Regions from separate parts of the Sus scrofa genome. Here all the other regions are linked to region 1. A link is a contact called in public HiChIP or PLAC-seq data. All regions are on one chromosome and are shown on one strand. Each heading gives the region's core, a stretch centred on a gene start, on an enhancer-like site or on the middle of the called end of the contact. The rest is flanking DNA. Distances are from core to core; before and after follow the strand shown.

What was found. HiChIP or PLAC-seq counts read pairs in DNA pulled down with a chosen protein or histone mark.
Region 2: a contact with region 1 is called in an H3K27ac HiChIP or PLAC-seq map of alveolar macrophages. The contact joins two enhancer-like sites. A contact is called at or near these places in 2 of 47 Hi-C or Micro-C datasets (embryonic fibroblasts and heart right ventricle) and 2 of 2 datasets of contacts at active chromatin or transcription factors (alveolar macrophages and skeletal muscle).
Region 3: a contact with region 1 is called in an H3K27ac HiChIP or PLAC-seq map of alveolar macrophages. The contact joins the promoter of PARM1 here to the enhancer-like site in region 1. A contact is called at or near these places in 2 of 5 promoter capture datasets (fetal skeletal muscle and liver), 7 of 47 Hi-C or Micro-C datasets (brain, embryonic fibroblasts, fetal skeletal muscle and 2 more) and 2 of 2 datasets of contacts at active chromatin or transcription factors (alveolar macrophages and skeletal muscle).
Region 4: an H3K27ac HiChIP or PLAC-seq map of alveolar macrophages shows a contact between it and region 1. The contact joins two enhancer-like sites.

The regions. Positions count from the first base shown.
Region 1 is chr8:71,149,057-71,155,416 of Sscrofa11.1, forward strand. It overlaps a transcript of RCHY1 not described here. Among named protein-coding and RNA genes, the nearest start is that of RCHY1, 30 kb to the right of the region's middle. Within about 2 kb of position 2,560, at least 19 of the 83 cell types and tissues checked have an H3K27ac peak or open chromatin away from gene starts, as enhancers often do. A contact at or near this core is called in alveolar macrophages, where this site is marked.
Region 2 is chr8:70,746,866-70,753,225 of Sscrofa11.1, forward strand. No RefSeq gene overlaps it. Among named protein-coding and RNA genes, the nearest start is that of PARM1, 38 kb to the right of the region's middle. Within about 2 kb of position 2,541, at least 8 of the 83 cell types and tissues checked have an H3K27ac peak or open chromatin away from gene starts, as enhancers often do. A contact at or near this core is called in alveolar macrophages, where this site is marked.
Region 3 is chr8:70,785,246-70,791,605 of Sscrofa11.1, forward strand. It overlaps PARM1 (prostate androgen-regulated mucin-like protein 1), which reads left to right and starts at 2,889. Exons shown (of 5, transcript NM_001243716.1): 1 at 2,889-3,202. The coding sequence starts at 3,160.
Region 4 is chr8:70,805,007-70,811,366 of Sscrofa11.1, forward strand. The region is part of intron 1 of PARM1 (prostate androgen-regulated mucin-like protein 1); the gene reads left to right. Among named protein-coding and RNA genes, the nearest start is that of PARM1, 20 kb to the left of the region's middle. Within about 2 kb of position 4,080, at least 1 of the 83 cell types and tissues checked has an H3K27ac peak or open chromatin away from gene starts, as enhancers often do. A contact at or near this core is called in alveolar macrophages, where this site is marked.

The DNA.
Region 1 (6,360 bases), core at 1,310-3,809:
TGCAACAGCCTCTTAACTGATCCCCCTGCAACTTGCCCCACTTCTCTCTATCCTCCTGGCAACCACTAGAATATTCTTTAACAGTACAAATTAGGTAAACTACTACTTAAAACTTTCCAAAGTTTCCCACTGAACCAGAAAAAATATCTTCACTTCTTACCACAGGATCCAAAGTCCTACATGACCTGGCCACCCTTTTTTTTTTTTTTTTTAAAGGGCCGCACCTGTGGCATATAGAAGTTTCCAGGCTAGGGGTCAAATCGGAGTTGCAGGCCTACACCACAGCCACAGCAATGCAGGATACAAGCCACACCTGTGACCTGCACCACAGCTCATGGCAATGCTGGATCCTTAATGCCCTGAGCAGGACCAGTGATGGAATTCACGTCCTCATGGATACTAGTGGGATTCATTTCTACTGTGCCACAACAGGAACTCCCCAAAGAGATTTTCTTGCATGAGAGCTCATTTGGTCCTCACAACCCCCCTAATACTGGCAGAGAGGTTAGGGGCATCTAAAATCGCAGAGCTAGGGCGGAGACTAGGACCAAGGTCTTCAGATGATAAAATTCAGCCTCTTTCTCCTTAACCACACAGGCTGACGGGAGCCAACGTAAATAATCCCAATCCATGGATATGTATAATCGCAGAGCCAAAATTTTCTTTTCACACAACTTATTAATTAGTGGATCCATAGTAGAATAAAAACAAACCCCTTACCTTCTGCCACAGTTACCACCAACCAGCAGACCCACAGCCAGGAGGAGAAGCAGAGTCTGGGAGGCATGGCTCCCACAAAAGTACTCCTGGCCACCCTTTAAACTCTTCGAATTCATCTCACTCTGCTCATCACCCAGCACCGTGGTCCAACCACTCTGCCCTCTTCTCTCTCCCTAAAGGTGCCAAACTTGCTTTCATCTCAGATCCTTTGCATCTGCTGTTCCTCATGCCTAGAATAGCTTTCCTCCTTTCTAATTTTCAGCCCTCACCTCAAATGTCATCACCTCAGAAAGGCGTGATCTGACCACTCTAACTAGAACAACCATCCCCAACGCTAGGCGCTCTCTTTAACAATACGCTATTTACCTTCTTCATAACGCGTATCACTCCCTATTCCTATGTTCATTATTCTCCGCTGGAATATAAGCACCTGAAAAGTAAGGACCCCATCTGACTGCTATATCCTTAGTGCCTAGAACAGTGCCTGCCTATAGTAAATATTCAATAAATAACCACTTGTTACCTTCTGGATAAAATCCAAACTTATTTTGCCAAACAAGTGCTACATCATATGACCTGGCTCTTGTCTTCGGGCTCATCTCCTGCTTCACCACCTGCCGGGATGCAGCTGGGAGTCGATGTGAAGTGGTGCTGGTCTAATAAACCCAAAAGAGTAAGCCTAAGTATATCGATGCTTCACATAAAATCTTTACCTCAATCCAGATACCAGGAAAGGAAGAGAGGGGAGAGAGAGAGGGAAGGAGGGAAGGAGAATCAGAAGAAGGAAGGAAGGAAATGAGGGAGGTGGAGCGTGTGTCAGGGTGGGTGAAGGACACAGAAGCATCAAAATAAAGAGCTTTGCTTCCTACACAGGAGGATTCAAACATAGAAGTAGTAGAATGAAAGATAGGGGAAGTTTCTATTGCACATGGAAAATGACCGTGCCTGGTGAATGTCATACATGTTACAAGCAAGAAAGAAAAGTATTTTAGGACACTGAACACTTAGATCATTTGCCATGAGAATTTTACACGTACGTTTTAGTTCTCCAACTAGAAAATTGGTCTTCCCCAAAGACAAAAACCACCTTTCCTACTTCTTCTTTTCTTCATTTTTGTGGAGACCCCAAAGCCTTGAGTGCAGGTATTCCACATGTATTGGAAAATCAATCAAAGCTTACTGAAAAATTAGAGGAACAGAGGCATGTCTAGCCTTCATGGACTTTAAAGTGGGTGAGAAGTGAGTTAGTGGGTGGCAAGGAAACACTGATGCCTCCTTTTGCAAAGTCAAGAGTATCTCCACAGAGGTCATCCATGGACCCAACCCAAGGTCAGAGTTAGAACCAAGAGTCATGCTTCAGCCACGGAGGAAAAGGCAGGGAAAATCTTTCCTGACAAGAACAAATGACCCCAAAAGTACCCATCGATATAGAGAAAAGGAACTCTGTACCTGGCCCTCTAACTAGAGTTATCACGTGCTTGCAGGGCAGAGAGAGCATTTTCAAGCATCAAAGCAGGAAACACTTAACATAATGACGTCTGAGAAGCACAGTTATCTCCTATCTCCTCCCACTCCACTGCAGGCAGGAAAATGCTGCCAGGGTCAGCTGCAAGTGTTAGGTGGCACTGAACAGCAGCCCGAGGGAACTTGCCGATTTCAACGCAGTCTATAGAAATGCATTCCCAGAGCATCTGACAAATGATGCTAAGTGTCTGGGAACAGCAAGCTGAGGAGGACAGGCCGACCATCAGTGCCTCATCTGCTTTAGCATCTGATCGGCACTTTCCTTTGGGCATGTCAACAGCTCTTGTCTCTCTGTAGATGTGTAGCAAGTGTGGATGTTTCAAAAGCAAAAGCGAAAGCATATTCTCAATTTTAAAGCGAGAGGAGAGGAAAGATAAAAGTTCTTTAAAAATAGGGAAGAACTCATTCTGTTTGTGATCAACTATGTGTGGTCGATCAAAAGCGTTTCACTTGAGTGAGTGAAAATACCCAAAACAAGGTATTTCATTTCACAGAGGACACCCACACTCAGGGGAGCAAGATGATGGAGGTGCCGGTGCAAACATCATCCCCCTGCACAAGCTACCAGAAACATAAAATGAAGCAGGTTTTGAGAAGGAAACAGCCAAGCTCCATGAAGGCAGTAATGTTACCAAAACTGAATTCCTTGACATAAGTCAGTTTAATGGGTTGCAACCAGTATCCCTTTATTCCTTTTAATGAAAAAATAAATACACATAATGCTTACTAAGTATCAGTGTTCCAATTATTTTGTGAATATTAACTCATTTAATCCTTATAACATCCCGGGTAGGTGATTTATGCCTCCATTTTTTTTTTTTCCCCTTTTCTTTGTATGGCCACACATGCAGCACATGGAAGTTCCCAAGCTAGGGGATGAATCAGAGCTAAAGCTGCCAGCCTTATACCACAGCCTCAGCAACACCAGATCCAAGCCACATCTGCAACCTACATCACAGCTTGCAGCATCTCCGGATCCTTAACCCATTGAGTGAAGTTACATATCAAACCTGCATCCTCACTGAGACTATGTCGGGTCCCTAACCTGCTGAGCCACAATGGGAACTCTTATGCCTCCATTTTATAGATGAGGAAGCTGAGGTATAAAGAAGTGACATGGCTTGCCCAGAGTCACACAGCAAAGCTAGGATTTAAAATATGAAGAATTCCTCCAGAGTCATGCTATTAATCAAGCCATTCTGATTCTCATGTTTATGACCTGCTAATAACTACCCTAGAACCAAAGGTACTTAAATAAAAAATACACTGTTAATGTTTATTATGTAAAATATAAAATGTAGATAAAATAGGAGTTCTCGTCGTGGCTCAGTGGTTAACAAATCCGACTAGGAACCATGAGGTTGCAGGTTCAATCCCTGGCCTTGCTCAGTGGGTTAAGGATCCGACATTGCTGTGAGCTGTGGTGTAGGTCTCAGACATGGCTCAAATCTGGAGTTGCTGTAGCTGTGGTGTAGGCCAGCAGCAACAGCTCCGATTAGACCCCTAGCCTGAAAACCTCCATACGCCGCGGGTGCAGCCCTGGAAAAGACAGAAAAAAAAAAAAAAAAAAAAAAAAATGTAGAGAAAAGAGTAAAACAAATCTCCTCATACCTTTACCTCAGCTTCAACCATTATCAAATCACAGCCAGTCTTGTTTCATCTAGAACCTTAGTTCCCAATAATGGATTATTGTGAAGGAAATCCCAGGCATCATGTCATTTCATCTGGAAACATTCTGTTTGGTTTTAGTGGTGTTTTTTGTTTGTCTGTTTTGTCTTTTTAGGGCTGCACCTGTGGGACATAGAGGTTCCCAGGCTAGGGGTCCAGTGGGAGATATAGCTCCTGACATACACCACAGCCACAGCAATGCGGGATCTGAGCCGCATCTGCAACCTGCACCACAACTCACGGCAATGCCAGATCCTTAACCCACTGAGCGAGGCCAGGGATCAAACCCATGTCCGCATGGATACTAGTCAGGTTGGTTACCACTGAGCCACAGAGGGAACTCCCTAGAAACATTTTTGAGTGTGGTGTTGGCAGGTCCTTTTTAATAACAGCTTTATTGAGATATCAACTCACATAACATAAAATGTACCCATCTTAAGTATACAACTCAGCAGTTTTTAGTATATTCACAAAGTTGCACAGTTATTACCACCATCAATTTTAGAACATTTTTATCACTTCCTAAAAGAAGTTCTGTAATAAGTAAGAGTCACAGCCCATCCCTCACTTCCCTCGACCTGTGGCTCTACTTTCTGTTTCAATGGATTTGTCTATTTTGGACATTTCATAGAATCATACTACATGTGGTTCTTCATGACTGGCTTCTTCCCCCTAGCTTAATGTGGCATGCTGAAGTTCCCAGGCCAGGGATGGAACCCACGCCACAGCTGTAACCAGAGCCAGTGACAACAACAAATCCTTAACCTGTTGAGCCACCAGGAAACTCCTAGGATTCTTTCTGGAATACCTCGTTTAATTCTGAAATGTCTGTTCTCTCTTCTACCAATAGAACATTCATACATTTTGATGCCCTATTTTTTGCTTCCTTCATCCCTGTTCCCCAATAGCTCCAAGAATTCCAAACTTAGTCTCTAGCCAATAAGGAGCTACTCTTTCTACTCTTGCCCCTCCATGTTTTATTTCTTTCATAGTATTTATCACTGTCTAAAATAATATTTACTTGTTCATTGTCTGTCTTTCCATACACACTCTGAAATAGCTGCCCCTTAGTATCCACAGGGACTGGTTCCATGACACCCCAAGGATACCAAAATCCATGGCTGAAGATGGTACAGTATTTGCAAATAACCTATGCACATCCTCTCATATACTTTTAATCATCTTTAGATTATTTGTAATAACCAAATGCAATGTAAATGCTGTGTAAATAATTGCCAGCATGTAGCAAATTCAACTTTGCTTTTTGGAGGAACTCTCCGGAATTTTTTTTCAAAATACTTTAGATCCATGGTTTGTGGGATTCAGGGGTACAGAACCATGAATACAGACAGCCCATTTACTAGTCCCATGAGAGAAAAGACCATGTCTATTTCCTTACCACTGTATCCCCAGTGCTTAGAATAGAGACATGGCAGAAATTCAACAAATATTTGGTGACTGAATGAATAGTTCTCAGATTATGGAGTTCTTATTTGATTTTGTTTTGCTACATTGCACACAAGCCTTTCATAGCTTTTTGAAATAAACTGCATTTCCTAGGGATGGCCTCTGAAATACAACACTCTTCATCATAGCACATTTACAAGTGAAAAGATATCAGCAACACTCAAAATGCTTGACATCTATAAACTGAAATACTGTGAAAGACATTTAAATAATGTTTACAGAGACTGTATTACTATAAGCATGCTTGCTCTATTACAGGAACAAGAGCAAGATATATATATGCAAGACACTACAACCACAAACAGGGTCCTTTTAACGCCTAGACAAGAGATAGTGTGGAAATAAACCGAAACGTTCACAGGGTTGTCTGTGGGTGATAAAATTCAAGGCCACTGTTTTCCTCCCTTCTTTCTACTGTTCCATATTTTCTATCATGAATGTGTGTTTACTCTTATGATAAAAAACAAAAATAACTTTTAAGAAATTTAAGAATAACTATAATCTGCATAGAACTCTCGCCATTAAAAAAAGGAGGCATTTTTACTGATTATTACAAGATTTTAAAGCAATGGTTTACAAAATGAAAACATCCAGCCACAATTGTCATTTACATGACCAAGCTGATGAGGGGAGTTTCTCCTTATGGCAACATTCAGGCTAACAGATAAAGAATGAATAATAGGAGTTCCCTGGTGGTCTAGCAATTAAGGATCCTGCCTGCATAGTCACTGCTGTGGCTCAGGTCTGATTTCTGGCCTGGGAACTTCTGCATGCTGCAGGTGCCACACACACACAAATAATAATAATAATAACAATAATAATCTTCAACCCTTAATAAAGTACTGAATCTAAGATAATAATCATCATTGGCTGCCAACCATTATATGTCTCCTAATGGAAAAACACAACATAACCTATAAGTAGTCTTGGCAAAAATTCAACTTAAATCTGATCAAGCTTCCAGATGAAATAAAACATATT
Region 2 (6,360 bases), core at 1,291-3,790, 400 kb before region 1:
TTGTTCTTGACATCTAAACCATGGAGTTCTAATATCTGAAATTCTAGGCTAACTATTTAGACTCAACACACTTAAGCAAAAGATTGTTTTTTTCCTTCATCTTCCTTGACCCAAAAAAGAAGGGAAGATTTTTTTTCCCCTAAAGTTCAGATGAATGATAAATCTCAGAAAGTAGCCAAATGCATTAAGCAGAAGGAATAGTGAGAACAATTTCTTAAAGGTTAAAATTTTACATAAAGTTAAAACACATGAGACTTTAGAAATGTCTAACCTTCGGAGTTCCTATCGTGGCGCAGTGATTAATGAATCTGACTAGGAACCATGAGGTCGAGGGTTCAATCGCTGGCCTTGCTCAGTGGGTTAAGGATCCAGTGTTGCCATGAGCTGTGGTGTAGGTCGCAGACTCGGCTCAGATCCCCACGTTGCTGTGGCTCTGGCGTAGGCCAGTAGCTGCAGCTCTGATTGGACCCCTAAACTGGGAACCTCCACATGCTGCAGGAAGTGGCCCTAGAAAAGGCAAAGAGACACACACACGCAAAAAAAAAGGTCTAACTTTGAAAAGCAAATTCTCTGTCCTTGATTTTCTGTAACTTTGGCACTAATCTCCTCCATCCACTTTATCTTAAAAATCTTGATGACATTAGAACATGACTTGTGTTATATACAAAGGGCTATGGATAAAGTGAATATGTGTGCATTGAATCCTATCTCCCAGGGAATGTTATTTTGAGAATGTTTTACTTAGAGAAAAGAAAACACCACCAATACAGAAAAGCAGCCAATGGGTAGTTATTGAATTCCTTCCTGAAACGTGACCAACGGGAGAGGAAGAACTACTCGATAACTTAAAATGTTTTACATTCACTTAACCATAGTCTACTGCACACACTCATATTTCCAGCCAAGTGAGACAGCAGTCAGAGGAATAAGTCAATTTATCTTGGCACCTGTTTTAAAAACACACATAGGTTAATGTACAACACTCAGATTTCACTCCTATTTCTTTGAAAATGACTACGTAGCAACACTGGCTATGCCCAGCCAGGAATTTAGCAGAATTCATGCAGTAAAAGATACAGAAGGGGATCTATTTCCAACTGTAAAGCTGAAGGATTAGTTGAATTCCTGTTTGTCAATCTAACAGCAATGGTGTTGACACTAATAAAAGTGGAAATTATAAACTGCTCCGGTAACATCCATGAGAGGTTTGTTGAGCCCAGGGCTAAATGATAAAAAGAGGTTCACCATCTCATTAGGAGAACTGGAAAGTGTTTATTGAGCCAGCGGGGAGCTCTGAAAATGATCTTCCTCTTCTTGGACCTGCCACCTGGTGCCTGAGAGCATGTTAACCATGTATGTGGAAATTGCGCCCGAGTTTATTAAGCAAACAGCTATGAAATGTAAAACCCCATGAAAGGGACACCTAGGTGGCTTTGGCTCGCCCCGTGGCTGCTCCCAAGAGCCAAGGGCAGATGCTCCTATTTAAGAAAACCTGTGAGATCCCTTTAACCTTCTCTTTCTGGGCAAATCTCCCAGCGAAGCCAGCAAAGCAGTCTATTTATACCTGTGCAGGGTACAGAGAAAAATCTCAAAGCTACATCTCGAAAAAGCTTTAAATGGACTCTGTCCAATTATAAAACTGAGCCCCGGTGATGGCACACGCTGCACAGTGATTTAAACAGCATCTTCTTCCACAGCCCCACCAACAACCCCTAGAAGCAAAATATAAGCCTTAGAACAAGTTAATGAGTCAAGGGTCATGCAAGAAATAACATGCTTTTTGTCTCCACCACGAGACCCATTAGCAAACTTCAAGTGGCAGCTGCAGGCTCAAGCTTCCTGGATTATTACTTAAGATCATCAGAACAGTGAGGCAATTGTTCATGACCTTTTGCACCGATTTTTCTATAGGAACATGTTTACTGAACAAAGTTTCAGGAGAGATATCTTAAAGGACTTGTTACTTTGAAAAAAGTTGGTACAGATACACTGCTGTGCATGTAACCATATTTATATATTTGCTATGATTTTTTTTTGGCTTTCTGCTTCCAAAAGTATTACATTTTCATGACTTTGAAAGGAGGAAATATTCAGAAAAGCAAAACCAGGATCGTGGAGTTTTCATTGGTTTTGTTCACTTCATAATCTATCATAAACATTTTCCCATGTCTTTAAACGTTACTCTAAAGTATGAGCGCACCATGGAATGAAACACTCTAATTTTAACAATCCTGATTTTTGAACATTTGGATTAGTTCCAAAATTGCCATTATAAATTACACTTGGTGGAACATGCTGACACATAAATCTGTCTGCATGCCTTTCTTTGAAATATATTTTTGAAAATGGTAGCACTAGGTCAAAATACTTGAAGTATTTTTAAAGACTGTGATAAGCGTGGTCAAGTTCAGACTGCCACTCTGATTTATGCACACGAGAAAATGAAAATAAATAATCCTGTGGCATATTTACTGGCAAGAGCTAACCACAAAATGGCCATGCCTTTGCTTTGGTGGAATTTTTCCCTGACGGGGTAACTGGTTGATCCTTCATGACCACCAGATGGCAGCCTAGAACAGAGCAAACCCAAGGAGACTAAGCCAGGGGAGAGGGGACTCCACTTCTAGCCTTAAATGCTTGCCTACCCTGCTAGGGAGATGGGGCTTTACCAACTAAACACAAAAAAAAAAGATGGTCATCGTCCCTTAGATCAAGCCATGGAGGATCTGATGTCTTTCAAGGGACCTCAGGTTTAGGACCTCTCATCCACTTTGCTTTGCATTTCCCTAAAACTCTCTTCACACATGGGCCTCACCACTGAATCTTTTCAAATGTATTAGTTTCCTTGGAAGCAGCGAAACAGTTCGTGCCAACCCATAAACTTGTTTCGCTAGGTCACAAGGAGCCATGTCTCCTGGGGTAAAATCAAACACTTTAATTTGATATGTTTGAGCTCTTCTATTTAGTAGCTAAACAGGAAGTGTCACCAAGCAAGGTAGAGTGGCCACGAGGCAATGCCCCTCCGTGTCAAGGGTTGCTTCCCGGCTTCCTTGTCCTGTCTCTGAGAAAAGCATGCGCCACACTCTAATGCACTTGGAGTTTCCCAAGAGATGTAAAGCTGCTCGTAAGATGCTTGGTACACGCAGAAAGCTTCGCTCTAGCTGACACAGTGATGCCACTGCTGGCACCAGCCAAAAGCGGCGGGAAAATCTAGTTGATGTATGAACGCAGCTCTGGGAGCAAAAGATGCATAAAAAGGAAAAAAACGCAAGGTGGCCTCACGCTGTGCCAACGCTATGAAAACGAACTGAGGCTTTAGTCTAAATGATGCAAAGGAAATTAAAAGGATTGATTATTCATATTGGTGCTTGTATGATAAAAACATGAAAAATATGCACAAAGAGTAGATGGCCCACTATTTGAGGATAAGCATGCTAACATCGGTTGAATAACAAGCAAACACGATGTTAAAAAAAAAAAAAAAAAAAGCAGGGATAAAGAAAAAGTCCTGAATTCTTTGGTTATTGAAACTACTAAATTGTACATAACGAGAAGCGCCTCGAGCCTGAAGGTTTTAGCTGACAATTGGGTAATGCAGCGGGCAAAGATAAATAAATAAATAAATAAATAATGCATCTATCTTTGCCTTCATTCATAGCAATACAGTAAATGTGCTGCAAAGGAAATGTCTACCTCATGAACCAGAACACACATGGAGGGTTTTGCTCTGATCAGAGAGGAGATAAAAAAAAACAGCCTCCATCTTCAGGGGAGAGAACGAATCAGAGTCTCAAAAGCAGGTCCTTTCCCCAAAGAATGAGAGTTTCCCTGAAGAGAAGCCTTCGGCAGCAGTGTGATAGTTCTCTCTCTTCAAATACCGAATGATTGTTGTATCAAAAAGGCACTGGCATTTACCTCATCCTCTCAAGTTCACAGAACTGGAAGCAACGCATGAAAGTCACAGGGAGATCGATGCGGGGACAAAGCCAGAGCTCCCAAGCTCTGCAATCTGTGCTACAAGTGGATGTTAATTCAGAGGATGAGGCGAGGCCGCTGTCTCACTCAATTCACCTTTATTTTCACACAAAGATGCCTAGAGGGCAGCCAACTCTGCACGCACCATGTGAACAGCCCGGGGGAGCCTCCTGATGAACAGTTCCTCACGTGGGTACCTCCAGCCTGCCCAACCTTGCACAGTCCCAAGGGCAGTGCCGTTTCTAATTCCACGAAGGCACACTCTGGGCTAGTCAAGGCCATGTTCAAAAATGACCATGGGTCTGGGAGTTCCCATTGTGGCTCAGATGTTCAGAAACCTGACTAGTGTCCATGAGGATGCGGATTCCATCCCTGGCCTCTCTCAGTGGGTTGGGGATCCAGCTTTGCGGTGAGCTGTGGTGCAGGTCGCAGTTGCCATGAGCTGTGGTGTAGGTTGCAGATGCAGCTCAGATCCCGAGTTGCTGTGGCTGTGGCCAGCAGCTATAGCTCCGATTCAACCACTAGCCTGGGAACTTCGTATGCCACAGGTGCAGCCTTTAAAAAAAAAAAAAAAAAATTACCGTAGGTCTGACCAAGAATGGACAGGCTGCCTGAATGAAATGAGCTCCTGAAAGCCTTTAACAACCCAAATGATCTAGTCAGGAATATTTTTTAAAAGATTCCTAAACCAGAAGAAAGCTGATACCTGAAGTTCTCTCCAACTCTAAGATTCTACAAGTCCTTTAAAAGGGTAGGAACCAATGAAGAATTGCAAATATCACATACACAAGTGTATATAATATTATATATTATATATAATATATATTATTCAGAGAGCCACTCTGATTTATGTACAACAGAATGAAAATAAATAATGCTATGGGTTATAATACATAGCTTATAACATATAGACATATAGAAGCATTTATAATATTACAGATATAAATGATCATCTCCAAAGGAAAAGTTTTAATGAAATCTTAAAGAGACAAGTGTTGTGAGAGTACTAACATTACCTTGACTTAAAGAATAACAAGTTACCAGATTGTTCAACTCGGAAGGCAGGACCAAAGCCTTGGGCAGGAGAGTCGCCTCTGAGGACAAGCATTGGGAACTCACACAGTTTTGCCAAAAAAAGGGTATTGATAAGCTTTCTTAGAGGGAGGCAGTACAATGCTGAAGTCAAGTAGAATCAGGATTAAGAGCCAGGAAAGGACACCGAGCCTTCTCCACAGCATGACTATGAGAATTCTGGGGAGATGCCTGTGCAGGAAAAAGCACCTCTTTACACAGCTGCCAAATTTCAATACTTTGAAAAGAGGACCACCGTCTCCATGCTGAAACTTTCTCTTTTCACTCTCTTGTCACCAGAGTGGTTATTTGTGTCTCCCGTGGTTATCCCCTAGACACTGGTGTCTCCCTAGGTGCCGTCTTCTACCTGTGGTTCTTCCTCCGCCCGGAGCAATCCCTGGTGAACGAAACGGCCCTCAGACCTCATTACCCTTTGAATGGCACTAGCTTCCCAAATGCAGATGTCCAGGCCAGACTGATATAAACAAATGCTGGCTGGACACCTGCACCGATGTTCCACCAATTCTGTTCCCAGCAAAATCCAGCCTCCCCCTTCCTCGCACCCACTGTCACACCATTGAACTGCACTGCTCTTCTTTTTTAGTTACCATTTCTCTTCATGGCACCAGAATTTAACCTTCTGCTCAAGCCAGAAACCCAGATACATCCAAATACACATCCCATCTCTCTCATTTACAACATTCTTTATGACCAAGTTCTAGTAACTCTAGTCCATAAGTTTATCTTCTCCTCCCCCACTTTATCCTGCAGCCGCCGTACTATCCCAAGCAACAGCATCCTGCCTGTGATCATTATAAAACATGTTCACATTCTCCTTTCAAAAGATGGAACCCGATTCCACATCTTCCAGTGTAGATGGGACTCGGGGACTGTCTCATTTCTCCTGAATGAAAAACAGTGGGAGTCACCGGATGTGTCCAGGTCATTAAGGCATCATAACCCTTTAGTAATGGTACCTCCTCAATGCCTGCATCTAGAGAAGGTCAATGGCCACGCTTTGAAAACCCTTAAGCTGACCCTATGCCCTGGTCCAAGAGATGTGGAAACGAAGCCTCTGACAATCTCAAGCCTCCTGACAGAGACCACATGAGTCATCTTGAAAATGGGTCTTCCAGCCCCAGTCAAGTTTCAGGTGACCAAAGCCTCAGTCAACATATTTTTTTTTCTTTTTATGGCCTCATCTGTGGCAGATGGAAGTTCTCAGACTCAGGGTCAAAGAGGAGCTTGCAACTGTAGTCTACACCACAGCCAAGGCAACACCAGATCCAAGCTACATCTGTGACCTACGCCTCA
Region 3 (6,360 bases), core at 1,639-4,138, 360 kb before region 1:
TAAGAGTGATCAAAAAAGTGTGGAGTCAGTAAAAGGCAGGTTTATCTTAGATTTTATCCCAGTAGAGCATTATGAAAGACCTGAGAAATCTATGAAGAAAATGGCATTTGCTCTAAGGGTTGACTAAGAGGTTACATGCAAATTTCATCCCTGACCCCACCGAGGAGTGCAAGTTCCCCTGCATTCATATCTTAACATCTTTTGATTTCTTTCATACTTACACTCTTGTTAAGTATCTCTCAGGCCCTTTATTTGCAAAATTAGGATAACCTTACAGAGTGTAAAGTTTGAAGAGTTACGCAAAACACTGGAAACAATTCCTAACATGGAGCCAAAGCCCAGTAAATGCTAGTGGGTGTTATTATTTAAAGTAGTTAACAGAATGGAGTATTGCGTATAGTTTGAACACTTTTCTATTCAACTGATTGCAGCAAACAACTACGAAACAGTTAACCCATTTCTCCCCTTCCCCACCACTCTTCCATAATACATGATAGCCTATATTTTTGTGATCCTTCAGTGTTTGACCCTTCATTACAAGAATGTAAAGCTTCCTGATGGCAAAGACAATTAACCACTGCGGCATACATCACAACCATGAAGAATGTGCTTCCTGGCTTTCTTGAAGTCAAGTGTGGCCACCAACCTGCTTTAACCAATAAAATATGAACAGAATCACCACTTCCAGGCGGAAGACTTAAACGCTGCACTTAACTCTCCTCTCTCTTTCCCCATCTCAGGGAGTGGAGAAGCAGGTTTTGATATTACAACACTGAGTACTGATGGAGGGGAAATCTACTCTGGGGAGTAACCTGGATCCACAGAAGATGACAATGAGCAACGCATAAACCTTTCTTGCTAAGGCACTGAGACTTTGCAGTGGTTCATTACAGCACCATACCCTACTGATCTTGACTATTACCACCAAATCCATGGCAAGCACCTAGTAAGTGATCAACTATGTTTTCATTAAATTAATAAAAGTTTGAATTGTTCATAAAAATGAATTGTTTTGCTTCAAGAAATCATTTTCAACCCTGATTTGGGTACAATGAACAGCTTTAGATATTTTAACTGATTCATGTGTGGGAATCACCATCCTTTGGGTACCAGACCATCCTCTTAGATATCAAAGCCAGTCACACATCCTTTGCACTACTCAGGAATTCCATTACAGTGTTGTTGAATCTCAATTAGTTTTTTCTGTGAAGTGTTTTTGAAAAATCTTTATTTCTGTCACACAGTCACTTACTTAAATGGCCCTCTCTAAAAGGACCAGGGCTTTATAGAATATGCCCACAAAATTCCATCTGTGTGTGGTCCCTGCCCCCATGACAGCCACCGCACAGATGCAGAAATTGTTCATAATCACACTGATTACACAAGAAACCAGAAGGACTTGAAGGTCAAAAGCATTAAGAGAACTTGTTTAATAAATTGCATTTGCAGTTTCTTTGGCCGGGGTGGTTGGATGGGAGGGCATTTGGTTGTAATATTTCTACTCCTCATTTCACCGAGAATCAATACATGTACCAAGACAAAAGAAACACTATGAGCTCAGTTTAATCCAGCTGTGGAAGTGTGACAAGTGGTAATGGTGGGGTCAGTGAGAGGAACTGATATCATCACAGACAAAGCCGGGAGGCCCCAAAGAGTGAGAAAAGAAAACCCGAGGCTCTCTCTAGGAGGTAAGAAGTCACAGAAGAAGAAAACTCTTCTCCAGAGCTAGTGATGGTCCTGAACAAACCAGTTCTTTAGGGATGCCCCTTAATTCCTGCAGCATCCCATCTCCAGGGACTAGGGGACCACCGGGCTCCTAATACATACATTGGGAGCTGCTCTGGCATCTGGTCTGGCTGAGGTATAGAAATAAGCAGCTCTAAGGTGGTGGAAGCATTAAGAGAAGGGTCAGCTTTGATCTGTGTGAACACACAGAGACTTCGGACTTTGAAAAAGGAGCATAGTACAGAGATGACCCAGAGTTCGCGGGCATGTGTTTTATCTGTACCATTAGCTGGTTGTGTGACCTTGGGCAAGTACTTAAACCTCCAGACGCTTTCATTTTCTCCCCTGGAAATGAAGACATAAGAGTGCCCACATCAAAGGACTGTTCTGAGACCATGACTGGGTTGATACCTGTACAGCGCAGTCGTCCAGCACGCAGACATTCTCAGGAAATGTCAGCCTTTGGTATTATGCCCTGGTGCACAAACTCTTCAATTACGGGATTCAGTCTTTACTAGCCATGTGATCCTGAGCACATCACTTCTCTTCTCTGTGCATTAGTTTTCTCATCTACAAAATGGAATAAGAATTCTTATGTCCCAGGGTCGTTGGAAGGTATCACGATACAACATGAAATGGGGTGCCTGGCTCTGAATGGGCCCATGAACCACTGTTACCTGACATTAATACTGTTTCTTCTAGAAAGAAGCTGAATATGATAACAGACACCCTGACTTAGGCACCAGGAAATGCAGTGGGGTTGAACGTGTGCGAAGGTTTAATGTATACGCAGGAACATCCGGAGAAATGAAGGAAAAGGAAAAGGTTCTCATACTTGGAAAGAAATGTAATACGTTCTCTTAGGAAGTGGGGTCTTGGCTCTTGGAGGTGGCATAACCTGTTTAAAGGTTATCACCCACATAAGAAAAGGTGAGATAAATTCTTGAGGGCAGAAATCCGCTCCCATTACACTGCGTTCCCTTAGCTCCCAGCACAGGCCTAGCGGCCCCAAACATTCGCTGAACCCGCTCAAAACTCGGATCTCCCGCCCCGACTGTCCAGCAGAGGCCGCCCTGGGCCAGGACTCCCGGGACCTGAACGCCGCCGGGAGAGGAAAGGCCAGGGGTGGCCTTGTCATCGCCGCGGGGCCTGGGTGGGAGGGGTTTGGCGGCGGCAGTCGGGCGGCGGAGGCGGCCCCCGGCTCCCGCGGCTGGGATGGAGCAGAAGCGCGCCGGGCGCCGGAGGATACGCAGCTGACGGAGCCGCGCGGCGCTCGCCTCTCTTCCCCTCCCGCCGCCCGAGCCGCCCCGGCCGCCCGGCTCCCACAGTAGCCAACCGGGCAGAGGAGGAGCCGCCCGCGCCCGGTGCGCTCTGTCAGTCCTGGCAAACTCTCCTGCCGCCCGCGCCGGGTTTGGCACTAAGCACCACGGTACCATGGTCCGCAAGACGCTCTTCGCTCTCTTCATCGTCACAGCAGGTATTTTGGGGGCGCCGTCCTGCCAGGAAGGGCCGGGGCGACACGGGCCGCACGGCCAGCGCTGGGGCGGGGGCTCGAGCGGGGAGACCGGGAAGTAAGTCGCGCCGGTAGCCGGAGTGGCGCGAGCCTCCGGTGTTGCGCAGAGATATGTGCGCACTTGGATTTGGGGTGATGAGCATTTGGGGAGCTCCTGGGCCGAGCCGGACTGAGGGGGTGACTGGGTTCTTCCGGCCGCCGCTCGCTCTCACACGAACTCCGGGCTTTGGGAAACAGGTGGCTGCGCGACGCTTTTGAACCCGGGGTTGGCGACACTGACTGCGACTAGAGGCTTCTCGGGTCTCTGAGCACACCCGCCCAAAGTTGGGCACCAGACTTCTTGACGCGGTTGGACCCGAGAGGGATGAGAAGAAGAATCAGGGAGGGGTGGCATCTGGGAAAGCTAATGCTCGGGCCGTGCGCCCTGCGGGGCTGGTTTGCTTTTCCCCAGACTTGGTGGGCTCTGGTCTCTGGCCTCTGGCGTCCCTTCCTAGTTAACGCTTGGGGATGATGCGGCGCTAACAATCCCAAGGCAGCTGCTTGGATCCGGCGGCTTAAGCTCGCTATCACCGCCGGGGTGGCAATTTTACCCTGTGGCCCGGAGCTCCCCCGAATGCGTGCCCTGGCAGAAACTGCTAACTTGGCTCCTTGGGGATGGCTTCCCACGCGCACCGCGCGGGTCTCTGGACCACGGACGGCAGCGGCCTCTAGGCGGGAGCTGGGGAGAAAGGAGCGGGAGGACCGAGCTCGGCCTGGTGGGCGCCGAGGAGAGAGTCAGAAGAGCGCTTTGAGTCTGAGATTAGGGTGCCCAATTTTTGCAGAAAATGCAGGCCGACTGTGGATCAGGCACCGGTAGAAAAATCAGCCTGCGTGCGCGGTACACTGTTATGTTTAGATAAAAGAATATTTCAAGGCCACATCCACAAACCATTGATTCATGCTAGTAGTCCGTGTATCTGTATCTATATCTATATCTGTTTTTCCTCCTGAATTGCTTGGTTCCTGCAATTGTGGACACAAGAAGCTAGGGGTTTCCTGGCAGCTGACAAAGGTTAATGCAGTTTTGAGGAAAAGTTGCCCAACTTGAGGCTACAGGGAGTCTTTTTCCTCTACTTGCTGAACGTCTGAGAAAGCTCCCTTTTCCCTTTGGCGTCTGTACCATTTGGAGGCGCGTCCGCAGAAGGTTCAGGAGCAGGGCTCGGGCGGCTCTGGCCGCGCGGCGTCGGGCCAGACTGGGAGCGCGTGCATCCCTGCAAGTGTGACAGCCAGCCTTCTCCCGAGCCCCGCAATCGCCCGCCCCGCCGAGAGACATCTACGAAAGGGCAGGAAAGACGCCTTCCTTTCTCCTCGCTAGAAATCCTTTCATGAGGCTTCAGGCTCAGAAACCCTTCAGTGAGCCGGTACAGTCACTAGGTAGGCTTGTTTTATTTAGTGGCTTATCTTTTCCATTTTAATTTTTTTTTAAACGACTCTGGAAGTTGGCTGGGATTAACCCTATTAGGCTTCCTCCCCACCCCCACTCCCCACCAAGGAGCTCAAAAATTTTTTAATTTTATTTATTTATTTATTTATTTAGGCCAGTTTTAGAGTTTAGCTCTGCTCTTCCTGCGGCAGGAACCTTGCCCTTCCTGTTCACCGCCAGGGTGAGGAGACTGGTAGCTGCCCACCGCAGATCAAACTCGCTCCCATCCCTGCACATGTGTGAGGGCAGAGCCAAAAGATCACAGCCTCCCAGCTCTGGGGCGCCCCCCCCCAATGTCTCTGAGTACATCTCCCAAACAGAGTGATGTAGCCTCAGGCTTTCCACTGAGGTTATGCCTCTGAAGCAATCTCCCTGGGAGTTAGTGTGTTATAAAAGCTACCTGCGTGCATTAAGTTCTTGGGAAAATAATAAAAGAATAGGCATAAATACCTTGCGAGGTCCTTTCCATCCCAAAGTGGAGTGTTTTTAGAGACTAAACTACAACATTTCTAGAAAAAGCCCATAAAGGAGAGATGGGAGAAGGTTCCTGAAATGAACGTGGCATATGTGTTTCAGTGGATCATCCTGGCATTCCCATGGCAAAGCTCCAGTTAGTTTCACCAGGCACTTGCTTTTTTTTTTTTTTTTTTTTTACCTCTTCAGCATTAAAGGCTTGAAGTTTTCTTTTTTTTTTTTTTTCAGTTTTTCAAAGTTTTCTTGAAGTAGAGTTGATTTTAAGGTTGTGATTCAGTTATACCTGTTGTATAACAGAGTGATTCAGTTATACCTGTACACACATCCACCCTCTTTCAGATTCTTTTCCCACACAGATTATCACAGAATACTGGGTAGAGTTCTCTGTGCTATATGGCAGGTCCTGGTTGGCCAGTCTTTCCATATACCAGAGTGTGCATATGCCAAACCCAAACCCCCAATCCATCCCTCCCTCCCACCTGTCTCCTTTGGTAACCACAGCTTTGTTTTCAAAGTCTGTAAGTCTGTTTCTGTTCTGCAGATAATCTCATATGTATCCTTTTTTTAGATTTCACGTATAAGTGACATCATGTGATGTTTGTCTTTCACTGTCTGACTAACTTCAGTTAGTATAATAATTTCTAGGTTCCATAAAACTCTTAAGGTGATGCTTTTTCGAGCCAGAACCAGGGCTTGGCAGGGGACTTTCCTTGGTTTGAGAAATCTCCTCATTACGTATACATAAGCATTTCCTCCAGCCTGTATGATGGACGCTTGCAAGTTCACGTGCGCTGTCAACAAAAGATCTCTACGCTTATTCACATGTTTTTAAAAGAAGGAAGAGAGAACCTTGGACTGTTTTCAGTTCTCTCCAGGTGGATTGTGGGAGAAAAGCAGCATGACTGTGTTACAAATCATTACCAAACACCTCTAAGGCCAGCATCTAGGCACACAGGAGTACTGCCCCCATATGACAATACAAGCCAAGTGGGACCACAGGCTGAGGGCAGCGTCCAGCTCCAGCTCTCCCCTCTCCTCAGTTCCTTCATGCCCACCACTGGCTTTGCTGCCTTCAGGGTCCTATGGTCCCATCTATTTAAAAATGCCCGGAGTTCCCGTTGTGGCTCAGTGGTTAACGAATCCGACTAGGAACTATGAGCTTTCGGGTTCGATCCCTGGTCTTGCT
Region 4 (6,360 bases), core at 2,830-5,329, 340 kb before region 1:
ATGTGGGTTGTGGATTTTTAGAATTGGAAAAAAAAAAGCATACCTAAAACCATGCCTAACATTGATAGTCAGGTCACCGATAAGTTCTGTACCTCCTTTTGTCATCTATTAAATAAGAGGATTAAATAAGATGAGCTTTAGTGTCTGATCTTTATGACCTGAAACAGATCCTTTTTTAAAAAAATAAATTTCATTGGAATATGGTTGACTTACAAAGTTGTGTTAGTTTCAGGTGTAGAGCTAAGTAAATCAGTTTTGCATATGCATATATCCGTCCCTTTTCAGATTCCTTTCCCATATAGGTTATTACATAGTATTGAGCAGATTACCCTGTGCTATTCAGTAGGTACTTGCTACCTATCCATTTTATATATAGGAGAAAAACAGACTCTTAACCTGAGGTCTACCCAACTTAGAGGATCCCTAAATGAGCTCCGGGAAGTCCATGAGACATCATATCTGACATTGCATGGATGAATTTATGTGCCTTTTTTTTCCTTGGGAGCAGATCCATGGATTGTATCCAGTACTTGAACTCTGGCTTTCCAATAAATTTAAGAACAACTAATATTCATTGTCATTCGTTTACCCCTTAAAGGATTTTCTCTTTCTTTGATAATGCATAAGGCTCTAAGGGTGATCTGGCTTGAGGGGCGTCCTTACACTACAGTGGTACTGGCTCCGGTTTATTTGGCTGTGGCGTCCAAAATACAGCTGGCTCCGGTGCGCCTTCAGCTCAGCTTGGATTACCCACAAAGGTGGGGACTGTCCTTTCAAATTATGGTTAAAGAAGTGGGGTCTGGGGGTGCAGAGTGGCTCAGAGAGGTGTCACTGGGGCAGCCAGTGGAGGTCCTGAAAGTCAGCCATGGGGGTTTTGACTTCCTGGGCTGGCTGGTGTTCTTTCCATTACAGTACATTATGTAGAATGTCATAAAAGCTACATTTTAATGCGCATAATTCAGTATTTGGGAAGCCACTTAGGTTAGTTAAGGTCTCCAAACTCTCTGTCCTCCTCCCATAAAAAAGGAATCCACAATTAATTAGACTAGTGGCAAGTAGGAGTTGCAACCTAAAAATGGAAAACTCTGCCCTTGAGCATACAGTTCTTCAGACTCCTGCTCCTTAAATGCTAATAAAAACATTCACATAACACCTTGTGGTTTCTGCAGAGCTCTCAGGTGCAAAATGACACTCCGGCCTCACAAACTCTTGGCAGCCAGCCAGCACCCCCATTGTACAGATGAGAAAAATCTCGTAGAAGTGAGGTGACACATCCAAAGCCACAGAGAAAAGGGCAGAGCCAGAACTCAGTGCAGACCTCATGACTCCAGCATTGCACCTGTTCCTTGCAGCACAATTGTCTCTACAGTGTTCTTAGGGCCTTGGGGGTAGGCCACGGGGGTTCACAGGCTGAGAAATATGTTGTTCGGTGAGACCATTTTCAGAGACTCATGCATTGAAAAGGGAGCTGTCTGCAAAATAAATTCCATGGTAAAATAAACAGCACACTCCCTGGAGTGTAGATTTGAAGGGTTTTTCTAAAAGTTCAGAAACTTTCTTAATCCCAAGCAAAGAACAAATATATCTCTAACCAGCAAGAAAACTACCAAGACTGAACTCCTATCCAGTTTGAAATGTAGACTACACCTTTCTACAGAAACATTTTTTTTTTTTGGTGGGCTTTCATTTTTTTTTTTTTTTTCTTTCCAGAAGTATATCTAGTCTACTTCAAAGCTAGGGGAGTACAAGAGAGATTTAGGACCAGAGAGGCTATTACTTCTCTCTCTGTCTTCCTGGCTTTTTGCAAGTTCCATAGCAAATGAAACCCAGTAATTATTCTATTATCTTTTGCCAACATTAAATCTTTTTCCTAAGTAGTTCTATTACACAAAGCGGCTGGAAGAGATATTTTTGTGATCAGGCTGTGCTAAAGGCACATTTTAATGCACTGGGGGAGGCATGATTTTATTTTGTTTTGATGTTGACTTCTAAAAGATTTACATCTGGGCATGGATATATAAAACAATAGAGAGTGTTTTGCGAGTACAAGGTAAGAATGGCTCAGCTTCATATTTTGATTCTATCACCACAATGGTGGAGAAGCAGCTCAGAAAAGTTCTCCTTATGGATCTGCAAAGAACTTGGTTTGGGGCCTGTGATCCTGCTTTTGAATTCCAACTCTGCCCTCTAGCACACAAGCAGAGGGGAAGGGAAACTAACATGAAATCTAATAAGATGCCTGCCACAGTGTTTAGGCACATTAGAGGCATTTTCTTAAACCACTCTACCGCAGCTCTGGAAGGTTAGTGCTACTGGTCTCTACTTCTTGTAGCTGTGGTGTAGGCTGTGCAGCTGCAGCTCGATTTCGACCCCTAACCTGGGAACCTCCATATGCTGCAGGTGTGGCCCTAAAAAGCAAAAATAAAAAACTTAAAAATTAAATGAATGAGCGAACAGAGGCTTGAGGAGGTCAGACAATTCCTCCAAAGCCACAGAACTCGTGGATCCCAAATTTGAACCCAGATGTTTCTGTCATTCAACCCATGCTCTTTCAATTTTTCATCACTTCTTTTCTGGGCTTCCCTGTCTCCATCAGTAAAACATTATCATTAAAATTACCTTTTAGGAGTGTTGGATGATAAGAGATTCATTTACCTAGAACAATCCTGATACACAGGATATCTTTAATAAATAATATTTCTCTCCCTACACTTTATTCTGATAATACATCTGACTTTGTTGTTTGGTCCATTGATTAGGATTTTTTGTTCTTCGGGGTGGGGGGGTTGTTTGTTCATTTTTAATTTTAGGTTTTGACCTACCTGAGCTCTTTTTAAAATGCAGAAGTCAAAAAGATGACTCTAAATAGAGGTGCCTGGATGATTTTAGAGGACAGGGAGGGCAAGAATAACCTTTTTCCTTCCATTTTCTGTCTGGGGTGAACAGCCACAAGGTAGGGAGAAGGGTGGGCTGTTCTGCTCCCTGGGAGAATGTGTGGGGTGACCAGGTATCTTTTTAACTCTGCACCAAGACCCTTGGGAATAAATTTTAACATCGCTTTATAGAGCTGCTGCAGTACTGTTGAGGGAAGGGGCTTGAAGCAAGATAGCAGCCCAGCTGAAGCCTGTTGGCCTGCGGTGTTTCTGAATGGCCCCTGACACCATGGACGAGTAGCCCGGTGCTCTGCCCAGGCCTGGACAGAACTGCACCAGATTTGGTAGCAAGTGTCCATAGTTCCTGCCTTGCAAATGACAGTCTGCTTGCCAAGGGACTTGGGAAGAATTACTTGTCTGCAAAATGATTATGGACGTATGCCTGAGTGTATGTATTTAACTTTGCTTCCTGCCTGAGGGCCCTGGAGCCCTCTGCCTGCAAATAATGAATGCATCTAAGCTGCAAGTTCCACCACAAATGGAAATCATCTAGATAGGCTGGAGAGGTTGGAAAAGGTGGCAACACAATCTTAAAAAGACATTGCGGGGGAGTTCCCGTCGTGGCACAGTGGTTAACGAATCCGACTAGGAACCATGAGGTTGTGGGTTCTATTTCTGGCCTTGCTCAGCGGGTTAAGGATCTGGCGTTGCCGTGAGCTGTGGTGTGGGTCGCTGACGCAGCTCAGATCCCTCATTGCTGTGGCTCTGGCGTAGGCTGGTGGCTTCGGCTCCAATTAGACCTCTAGCCTGGGAACCTCCATATGCCATGGGAGCGGCTCAAGAAAAGGCAAAAAGACCAGAAAAAAAAGAAAGACATTGTGACATTTCATTTAGCAAATATTGACTCAGCACCCTTTTTAGACTGGGGGTACTGGGCACACCCTTCGTCTTGAAGGCACTAACAGTCTGGTGGGTGACCAGACTGGCAAACAGATACTATAATGCAGCCTGGTGGGCTCCATGTTTGAGGCTTGAATGGAGCGTAATGGAAACTAAAAGCTGATAGGGTAACTATTTTGCCAAATAGAGAAGTAATATTTAGTTCTATTTTAAGAAGTTGCCAAACAAAGAAGGAGTGAGAGGGCATGCTATAGAAAGCATGTGCAAAGGACCAGTGGCCACAGGGGGATCATGAGGAATACATGAGGCTTGGCCATATGACACCAAGACCAGAGGCCAAGCTTGGGGCCAGGATGAAACATCTTGAGTCTGGATTACAACAGTCAGTGGGCTCAAGGCCTAGCTCTGCCACTTTTAGGACATGGCTCTGAACAATGCATAGAGTCACTCTGAATCTTGTTTTCTTCTTCATTTTTAAAATGCAGAAAATAACAGTACCTATCTCAGAGGATTGCTGTGACGATTAACTCAAAAGAACCTAATTGCTGCAATTCCAGCAATGGCAGAGCTCAATAAATGTCAGCTCTCAGTAGTTGTCTTCATCCCAGCAGTAGTTAATTTATTTTACAAGAAAATCAGTAACTTCATATGAGACTTCTCAAGTGTCTTTTACAAAGAAAAGCAGAGCTGTCCAATACAACCTTCTGTGATAAAGGACATGTTCTCTTTCTCCACGAGCCTGTTCATTAGCCATCAGCTGCCTCTGGCTCTTGAGCATTGGAAATGTGACAGTATAACCAAGAAATGGCACTTCTCATGTGACTTCATTTTAACAAATTTAAGTAGCCACGCATGCCTAATGGCTACTGTATTAGACAGTCGAGGTCTAGAGGCATGGAATCATAAAATGTTTCACGTGCAAAAGATCTTAGCGACTGATACAAACATCCTTCTCCTTCTCCCTCACCATCACCATCTTGCAGATGTGGAAATAGAGGCTCAGAGAGGGAAACCAGCTTTCCCAGGGTCACACAGATCGTTAATGACAGACTTACCACTAGAATCCAGTGGGTCCTCTGGCTTCCTGGCCTGGGCTCTTATTATCCTGAAGTTTGGTTGGATTAGCGCTTCCACTTTAGAAAGTTCCTATTTCCCATGCATCATGGGATCTGAGAGCTCCAACAGTCACCTCTCTTTTCCCCATCATGTACATTTCTGCTCCTTTTTTTTTTCCTGCTATGCATGCTACACCCAGTAGATCCTCAGTAATCCATAATTCACTGACAGATATGGTTTTCCATTTACATGACCTTTTTAAACGTTTTTAATTCGAGTATAGTTGATTGACAATGTTGTTCCAGTTCCTACTGTACAGCAAAGTGACTCAGCCATACATATGTGTACATTCTTTTTTAAATATTATTTTCCATCAAGATATTGGATATAGCTCCCTGTGCTATACCGCAGGACTTCATGGCTTATCCATTCTAAATGTCATAGTTTGCATCTACCAACCCCAAACTCCCAGTCCACCCCACTCCCCCCATCCACCCCCTTGGCAACCACAGGGTGTTCTCCACATCACTGAGAGATATTTGAGTTCCTGGTTTTGCCAAATGTTAATGGGAAATATTAATATTGCAGCTCATTTAATACAAAATTCCCAGACCACTGTTTTCATAACTAGTACTTTGTTGTTGTTGTTATACTTTCACTATTTTTGGCTACTTTCCCTGGGGATTGAACCAAAATGTCAACCAAAATATGGACCTTCATGTACTATTTACAAAACATGAGCCCAAATTCTTTGCCCTTGGAATAGCGAGGAGACTGAACCACTGACTTAGTAGAGTTTTGGTTAAGGGCGGATGAATAGGTGCAGACAACTATTCAATCAACTATTGAGTCTTGGCAACAACAGCATAGTCAGTTATCCTTGAACTCAGGGGCAGATCTGCTGGGGGACTGTGGTGGTACCTGATTTACAAACACAGGTCTTTCCTTCCTCTGCGGAGAGAAACGTCAGCCCTTCTCCGTAGCAGACCTGGGTTAGGAATGGTCCATGGTGTCAGGGAGCTGACCTGTGGGTTTGCTGCCTCCATCTCCTCCTTCCTGGGGCCCTGGGGGCTTCGGGCAGCAGGGGAGAGGGTGCAAAGCTGGCCAGCTAGCATTTATTTATTCTCAGTTCTCGCTGCGCTCTTCTGCGAGGTGAAGGAAGTCCTTAATTCATCCTCCTGAGCAGTTGCCGTCACACCTTGAACATGGTCTTTACCTGGCCCCTGCCTGCTTGTGCACATCCTACAGGTCTCTGTGCTCCAGACACATTGTCATCTGTCTGCAGTGCCTAGAATATTCCTTCAGGCTCACCTTTTAGTCTGAACTGTGCTTTTCAATCAGCTTAGCTCATACTTACTCATCTCTCAGTTCTCCTGCAAAAGCTGCTCCTCAGATGAGCATTCCTTAACCCCTACTCTCAGAAAAATCAGCTTCTCTCTAAACCCTGCAAATCACACTGACACACACACACACACACACACACACACACACACACACACACAAAGTAAGTCTCATTACATCTCTCCTTAAT